Linked DNA regions of Mus musculus: region 2 is linked to region 1. A link is a contact called in public Hi-C data. All regions are on one chromosome and are shown on one strand. The core of a region is the stretch at or near the end of the contact, and the rest is flanking DNA. Distances in the headings are between cores, read along the strand shown.

What was found. Hi-C and Micro-C count contacts between places; a contact is called where the count stands out from the background.
Region 2: a Hi-C map of myocytes shows a contact between it and region 1, with 2.7 times the contacts expected there. The contact joins two enhancer-like sites. A contact is called at or near these places in 7 of 484 Hi-C or Micro-C datasets (cerebellar granule neurons, forebrain, frontal cortex and 3 more) and 3 of 115 datasets of contacts at active chromatin or transcription factors (the 230-238 cell line and large pre-B cells).

The regions. Positions count from the first base shown.
Region 1 is chr14:23,588,244-23,592,571 of GRCm38.p6, reverse strand. It overlaps Kcnma1 (potassium large conductance calcium-activated channel, subfamily M, alpha member 1), which reads left to right. Exons shown (of 28, transcript NM_001253364.1): 4 at 891-984; 5 at 1,820-1,931. Gm51422 (a long non-coding RNA gene) reads left to right here. Exons shown (of 2, transcript XR_003951126.1): 2 at 1-890. Among named protein-coding and RNA genes, the nearest start is that of Gm51422, 60 kb to the left of the region's middle. Within about 2 kb of position 2,236, at least 6 of the 459 cell types and tissues checked have an H3K27ac peak or open chromatin away from gene starts, as enhancers often do. A contact at or near this core is called in myocytes, where this site is marked.
Region 2 is chr14:23,705,119-23,709,446 of GRCm38.p6, reverse strand. All of the region lies in intron 2 of Kcnma1 (potassium large conductance calcium-activated channel, subfamily M, alpha member 1), which reads left to right. Among named protein-coding and RNA genes, the nearest start is that of Gm51422, 57 kb to the right of the region's middle. Within about 2 kb of position 2,381, at least 12 of the 459 cell types and tissues checked have an H3K27ac peak or open chromatin away from gene starts, as enhancers often do. A contact at or near this core is called in myocytes, where this site is marked.

The DNA.
Region 1 (4,328 bases), core at 987-3,486:
CTAATCCAAACTTTGCGACTCCTCACATACTGATTCTCTGATCAGTTTGCAGTGGGAAATCTCATGGAAGCCACATACCAGTTTGTATAGTAGTACTCTTTGGAACTGCCTACTCTTGAACAAAGTAGAGTGCTAGGGGTGTGCATTTGGCTGCTTGGCACACACATGAAGCCCATTAACCTGCATGCCAACAACAACAACAAATAAAATTAACCCTTAGAGTACTGCTTTCATACATTAATTTGAGGTTTTGAATCATATTGTTGAACATTGCTTTTATCCCCAGTGCAGAGTACCACACAGGAAGTCCAGTCTTAGTTCAGCCAGGACAGTAACCAGGATCCTCTCCTACAAGGCTTTCTTGAGCTGTTCCTGGGTCTTTTATGAATATACTAACAGCTTTTAGAAGATCCAGATGTGGGTGCTGGAAAATGGGCTCCACTTCTAATGGGCTGGAGGACATAGGGTTTGTTATTTTAGCCTTGTTATGAGTCCTTTTTAATTGAAGACATCAGTTCTTTAAGGGTTAATATGAAATCAAGACATTTGGTAATCCTTCCTGCTTGTCCTTCCTCCAAGGTGTCTGTCTGCATGATCCTCTTTAGAATCTTAGATCAACTCCTGAATGATGATGAAAAACAGTACATAAAATTATCACCAACCCCCAACGCAAAGAAAAGAACAAAACACTGAATGGTTGAATGGAGAGCCCTTTGGCAATGCTTGCTTGATGGTCATGGTCACAAGGGGTAGAAAGACCAAATGTTGTATTCAGCGAACATTCATTTTGTCCTCTACCCCACACACCGTTTCCTGGCATTGTGGAAGCTGTGGCGATATTTTCTTGGCCTTTTATTTACCTCTTGCTTTTTCTTCTTCCTGTCTAATAGCCCAATAGAATCCTGCCAGAATTTCTACAAAGATTTCACATTACAGATCGACATGGCTTTCAACGTGTTCTTCCTCCTCTACTTTGGCTTGCGGGTAAGTTTGGCAGCATCTTCCAGTAGTACCACAGTGGGGCATGAGAATCCTAAACGTATGGATAACCCTCCACCCACGACTGCTTTCCTAGGCAAGGTGAAGCCTGAGGTCTCTGTGGTGGACAAGAGACCTGTGTTCTGGTTTAGGGTCTGTGGACAAGATCTACTTAGCTGAGAGCTTTCTGAAACATGGGTTTATTTTGGTTCAAGGAAGGGTTTGAAGCAATGGTACGCTGACTCATTGCTATTCAAACATGACTGTATTTTTTTCTATTACAAAGTACATTGAAAAACACTTAAGCTCACAAATGTATATTTAGGAATGTCGAGACTGCAATTATCAGGGTTAACCAGGAGTGAAGGCTGGTGGGACGTGGGGGTCAAGGAGGAGTGAAGGCTTGTAGGATTAGGGAGTTTACACTAGATTAGGCTTATGGAGATTTTTTTTGTGTGCAAAATTTGAATTGTGCACATAAATGTGAGTGCACATATATGTGCTTTATTCATAGTTAGATTTGTATCAGAAAGGCCAAGAAGCTGAGATGAATTAAACCTTCTCTAGGCATCTGTTGGAAACCACAGAAAATCGCATCGCCTGATCATTCCCTAAGGCTAATGTGGCATATAGTCAGTCACTTCCTACAAAAGGCTGTGGATTCTCCAAATCAAGCTAGTGATTAATGTACAGAACAGCATGAGATTAGGTGAAGAGCAGAGTGTCGCCCCGCAGACCCCATAGAAACCCAACATTTATCCTTTGACAAAAGGACATATATTAAATGCTGACACCGTGCTTCTCATTTTGTTTTTCTGTCTTATTTTCTCTTTCCCTCCAGTTTATTGCAGCCAACGATAAGCTGTGGTTCTGGCTGGAAGTGAATTCAGTAGTAGATTTCTTCACAGTCCCTCCTGTGTTTGTGTCTGTGTACTTAAACAGAAGTTGGCTTGGTAAGTCGGTCTCTTTTGCCGTTTCACTGGCTCTTCAGCAGGATAGATTAAAGATATATAGGGTCCAGGAAGGATTCTTTTGCTGGTCTGTGGCTATGCATAGGCAGTTTTGCGTGTGGCCATGGATGATGTTCTTGGGGTGTCAGAACTGGATGGCGACAGCCCAGGAGAATCTGTGGAGGCAGAGCTTTAGACGGTATAGTTTCATCATTGTTTAAGTCCCGTGGTCATCACTGTCACAGCTGGGACTTCTACAGTTCACTCTTATGTCACTTGTCATTCAGGAATTGAGAGTCAGGACTGGTTAAAGAAGCCCATGGGAATGAGACCAACCGTCAGAGTGGCAGGATCTCGTGCCCCAGAAGTCCCACCTGTCACACTTGGGCTTTATTTATAGTTGCAATTTCTGGGATAAGCCGTACAAGATGAAACATCTCAAGTGGAATCACGGGTTACTCCACTCCCTTGCTGGGAGAATGTTCCTTAGTGCTTGGCTTATCAGGTCACTTCCTGAATTAAGACCAGCACAGTAAAACAATTAGTCATGAAAAGCAACCAGCTCTGAGAAAGATTAAATTGACAGCTCCCAGCTCCTCCTTGATGCTGTGTCTAAGTTATAATTAACATGAAAACAGTTTTGCTTCCATTAGTTAACTGAGGATTGGAGTACTTACCCAGAATTCCCTGTCTTTACTTGTAGGTTTGTTTTTTTTTATTTTGGTTTGGTTTGGCTTTTTAAAAAATTAATTAATTAAATTTTCTTTTTTTTTTTTTTTTTTTTTTTTTTTTTTTTTTTTTTTTTTTTTTGGTGCTCATACGGGACAACTTATATTTTTCAAAAAAAAAAAAAAAAAAAAAGCCCTGGGATTCACACACACAAAAAAAATACATGTTCTAACCATTAAAAACTTTCAACTACCAAAAAAGAAAACAGCACCAGGCCATTTCTCCTCCTTTTGTCCTCCATGAGTCCCCAACCCCCACCCTAAGATGCCGACTATTAACACACCTTTCTGCAAACTCATCTCATCCCATGCATAAGTAAATGGATGTGCACTTATGGCCAAACATTAGAGGGGTACTGATGTTCCTATGAGAAATTGTTTCAAATAACCATATTCCACTGCAATTTAGCTCTTGTAGTAACACGTGGTGGCCATCCCTTCAGCACCATAATAAGGTAAATTTTATAGCCATTTGGGAAATTTCCGTTATCTGCTTGTTGTGTAGTAGACCTAGCTCTAGGTTCTAATGGATCGCCTGGATGTTTTGTTTGCTAGCCTGAACGATATTTTCATAAACACTATCATCCATGTATTTGTGAAATTCCATTCCTATAGATATTTCCATATTACCAGAAGAGGCATTGCCAAGTAAAAGAGCATGAATAATTTATTTTGTAGACATTGTTAGATAATGTTCTAAAAATGTTGTGGGAAGATGTACTTGCATCCTGCAAAGCCCTGGGTTTGAAAACAACTGTCACATATTTAGAACATAAGCATCTCTAATATATAACATATAGTGATCACCTACACACTCTTGGATGCCTTGTGTAATTGTACCCTCGTGTGTGCATATCCTCAGTTAGATGCCACCTAGCCCCAGATTTCTCATTCAAACCATACTTACTTATTGCTGAGGGGAAAGTTTTGCTTCTTGGCTCTGAGATGTGCTTGCTGAGAATGGTCAGTATGTCCAGATCATGAGAGCCACATGCAAATCTCCGTCCTGAGTAGGTCCATGGGCTGGCGCATCCCAGCCTTCTCAGCTGAGCTGACGATTGGCTTTGTGACCTTTGTGACTGGGTCTTGTTCTCCACTCAGTCTGTGAAGGACATTGACAGACTGCCGCCTTATAATTCTGAGAAGGGCAGGAACCGAGGGACTTTAGAAATCAATAAATGATGCAGCCTCATGGGAAGCATCAGTGTTGAAACTGAAAACAGAGCAATGGCATGCTGGATTATAAAATTAATAACATTAACAATAACAACAATAATAGTAACAACAACAACCCAACCAAAACAATCAAAAGAACCTGTCCACTCTTGCAGGAGAAAACATTTAATACGATGCTTTTGCTTCTTAGTAACTGCCCTTGGGTGGAGTCCCAAACCTTCCTGCCTATTACGGAAGAGTCATTTTAGTCAAAAACTAGGAGGTCCCTCTGTCTGATTTAATACATAGGTTATCACCCTGGGAAACAAGCATTGTACTCATGAGCCACCACAGAAACTAATGAACGTTCTCAGGAAACAGTCCTACAAAGATGAAAAGGACCATTAGGTGTGAACAGCCTTTCCCTTATCCTGGAAAGTGGAGGTATACTGCCTTCACACTGACTGGGATTTGGGATAAGATAGATACAAGAAATAAGACTACTGAAGTACTGCAC
Region 2 (4,328 bases), core at 1,132-3,631, 120 kb before region 1:
AGCCCAAGCACTGTTTGTTGTGTGTATCTGATGGGGTCTCTTGAGATGATCTGTTAAAATGACATCTGACCTTTATCAGGTGAAGGACCTGGAGGCTCACTGCTCTGGGTAATGCATGGACTACCCATGAAGATCCAATTCAGATGCATCCATATCTAGGAATGTGCTTCAGCTCCAAACTGCATAGCCTCTGCTCTTAGGGCCTATCAAGGGGGAGGAGGAAAAGGAGAAGTTTTTCCTATGTGGCTGATAGAGAATTGTAATTGAGTCTAGTAATCAAGGCTGCAGATGTGGCCTGGGGAGATAGTTCAGTGGATACAGGCTTGCTATGCAAGCTTAGAGACTGATGTTTGGGTACCAAAAGCCCACACAGAACAGTGTGCCTGCATGTACTACTAGCACTTGGGAGGTGGAGACAGATGATCACCCAGGACAAGCTGGGTAGGAAAACTAGCCAAATTGGTGGCCTCTGGATTCAGCAATCAGTGAAGTTACTGGCATCAACCTGTGGCCTGTTTGGGAAGTGTATGAAAAAGAATTGACTAGATGTTGTGGGTACTTACTTTATGATCAGATACTCATGGCCATTATTTCTAGGTGTGAGTGTTTGTGTGTGTTAGAGAGAAAGAGAGAGAGAGAGAGAGAGAGAGAGAGAGAGAGAGAATTTGTCTTCACCAAGCCTCAAGCATGATTTCACAGCACAGTGCTTAATACAGTCTTCTGCACCGTCACCCACACATAGTGTACCCCATAGACATGAACACACATGCACATGTATATCATACATACGTACACAAGTCAGAAAAGAAGAAAAAAGAAGTGTGCAAAGCTTTTATAATATTGTAGGTAAGGAACTGAGAGCAGAGGAAAGTACTGTACTGCTCATACTAATGTTCAGCAGAAACTCTTGAGTGTTGAGTTTCAGGCTTCAGACTCTGCAGGCTTCTTGCTCATCACTGTCCCAGGACCTGGCCTGCTCCTGGAGCATCATCCTTTGTCCTTTGACCTTGCACATGACCCTAAATCACATGGAGAAGATTCGGGTAGAGTGTGTATGCATCAGTCTGGATAACAGACTGTAAGGAACACTGAAGCTAGGCAGAGTTGGAATGGGAGGGGCTTCCTCTCCAAATCATGACGTCACTTGCTCAGCCCTCATTGGGGGCAGTAGGAGAAATAAAATGCTTAGTATCTTTCTTATTCCTCAGGGAACCATGGCTAACATTTATTAATATGTTGGGAAAGAGGCAGTTTTGCTATTGATACCTTGGTTGGTATGTGTTTATATGAGTATGCATGTATGTATGTAAGTTTGTATGTACCTGGAAACATGGAAGTATAGGACAGCTTTGGTTGTCATTTCTCAGATACTGCTGGGCAGTGCATTTCTTTTCCCTGTTCTCTCCTTTCCTTTTCGAGTGATTGTAACTTGCTGATCTAGAAGCCCAGGGATCTGCTAGTGTCTGCTTCTCCAGCACTGGGATTGTAAGCATTTGTGACCATGCCCTGGTCATGACCAAGCCTTCCTTTCTCAAAGTTCAAGACTTTCTTTACACATGTTTAAGGATTAAACACAGGTCCCCATGCTAGCAAGGCAAGCACTTTGCTGACTGTGCCATCCCTCTGGATTTGTTTTTTACTTTTATTTTTTTGAATGGAAACTCCTTAGACAGATTTATTTTGCTACCGGGGAAGTACCAGCCAGTTTGCAATCACCTGAGTTATGGAAACATCTGGAGAGTTCATTTAGGCTCAGAGGCTAGGAACATGTGAGGACTTGCATGTTCATATGTATGCAGTTCCCTCCATGAGTTGCACATTTCCACATGACATCATGGAAAAAAACCCTTCCTAAGCTAACTCACAGGTGTAAACACGCTCATCCGACTGGATCCAGTAAGAAAATACAATTTTGATAACAACAACAAAGCATATTTATGTACTCAGTTGACGTGGCTGTTCAGGGTGTGGAAAAGACAATTGAGATAGCTAGGCTCCTTTGGGAGAAGAAGAGAAACTGGCTTTTATAGACACAGGCAGTAGCATGGCACATGGGCACAGTCTGCGTTGTCCACTTGGAGGATCAGAATTCAAGCCTGACCTTGCTGCCTTTTTATTTGTGATCTTGAGCATCTTTCTGATGCTTTGAACGTGAGTGGGAGCTGGCAGTCCATTCACAGTGTCTCCTTAAGAGCCTTTCAAGGATAAGGAAACCTGGTATCTTATTGATACCAATAAGGCATGCAATATTGAGCCTCCTGGTCTTAGACTCAGATCCGGTACAGGCCTGCGTGTTGAAGGAAGGACCCATACACAGCCCTGGGCTGCTATTTTGGTGGCATGTCAGGGTTAGGAAACCAGCAGCTGGGTGGCTTCATCTTCCCAGTTGTGTCTGGGCAGCAGCCGGTGGCGTCATCTTCACTGTGGCGATCTGGAACAGCTGCTGGGGTTTAAGCGTGCACTTAGAGGAATTACCTGGGATCGTAGCCGGCCTTACTGAAAGGGAACACATTTCTGTAAGCCGAGCTAATGTCTGAGGCTGGCGCACAGGGGCTTTCCTTCCACAGCAGGAGAGATATCAACAACAGGACCAGGCTGCCTGGAGAGGCTGTCCTAAATAGGAACCATGATTTCTTCCAGGATGCATTTAGTTTGGACTCAGGTTGGAGAGCATATGAAAAGACTGGGTATGGTCCAGAGATGTATTTTTCATGTCAAATGCTTAAAGTCTCTAGGTAGCTCTAGGCACCATGGAATAATGGATAGCTTAGCTACACCTTGAAGATTCCTCCATAAGCACATTTCATGCTATTCCCCTGTATGTCTGTGTCACAGTGGTCCCCTGAGGTAGTTCCATCTCTTCCTAGCCCAGGTAGTCTGAAGTTATTCACCTGTGGCCCTACATAGGTGGGGATACTGTGGCTATTTTCTGGTGACTTTATCTTCTTGTGAGATGTGAGTGACAAACATGCAATTACTAGACACAAATAAAGAGAATAGAATTGCCAAAGTAAAATCGAACTTAAGTGAGGTCGATGTGTAGAGGTCTGATAGAAATGCCCCTGGAGCTCTGGAAAGACAGAATTTGGAAGCATGGAAGATATTGACCCTGAATCAGCCTAGTACATCTTTGTTTAGTAGTGCAGCAGATTCAAACAGCCTCTCCTTGCAGCCTGCCCTGCAGCCAATGAACCTGGAGCCTCCTGCAATATTTGAAAAGAGAAGAAGACAGTGGATTTTCTTTATGTGTCATTTTACAGACTAAAAGAGGATGAATGTCTCATGTTGGTCTGGCCAGGCCAATTTCATACCAACCTGGCTTCTCAATGGCTTCCAGCTCTGGCCTTGGTTGCTGAGTTGTTTCCAAGCACATTGCTCTTTGGGAGTAATCTGCTGTATTGTTGGTGCAACATCCGTTTTGCATAAACTGAGGCAGATAGCTCTGGACAGCCTAACCTGTGAGATGCCACCACTGTTCATCTGGTCCCCTAGCCCAGGCCACTACCACTGCTTGTGTAGGCAGCTGTGATGGTAGGCTAGAAGCCTGGTGACATTTCCTCCTAGCAGTCCCCTCCCCCCTTCCTGGCAAGAGCATCTTTCTTGCAGCAACAGTAAGGATCTGTCTAAGATGCTTTTCTGGTCACATTAATTTCCGTCTGAAAGCTTGCCAGTTGTCCCCTTTGTGCTTAGAAGAAAATCTTTGTCGTGCAAATCCTTAGGAAAGGAAATCTACAGAAAGAGAATCTTACAGGTTTTACATGACTTGCCTGACCCAGGTTTTTTTCTGTGTTGGGTTGGGTTTTTTTCTGTGTTGCTGCTGTGAAGTTCCACTCCTGGGGGTCACTGGATTTGTGGAAGCTCCCCTTTCCGTCTTTGTACTAGTTTTGCTTATCTCCCTCCAGTTTGCCCTTTAAGAAAATCACTACCAGCACGGCAGATTGGCCATTCCTGTTCATGGTGTCTGACCTGTTTCTGTACTGGTTTTTGTTTTTGTTTTTGTTTTTGGTTTTGGTTTTTTTTGGTCTGTTTAACAGTCTATCTATCTGCTATGGTTTATATCTGGACAGTTTCCCAAAGTCCTGTGAGTAAAAGGCTTGGCTTCTTGCCCATGATGGTACTGGAGGAATTGAAGCCATGTAGGGTGTGCCCTTGAAGAACATTGTGAGACTCTGATGTCTGTCTCTATCTCTGTCTCTATCTGTCCCTTCATCTACATGTCTTGCTTGTGCCACGATTTGAGTAGCTTGTCCTATCCCAGGCCCGTGAGCACTGGGTCCAATTATACACATATTGAAAACTCTAAAACATTAGAAGCCTTTTCTTGTATA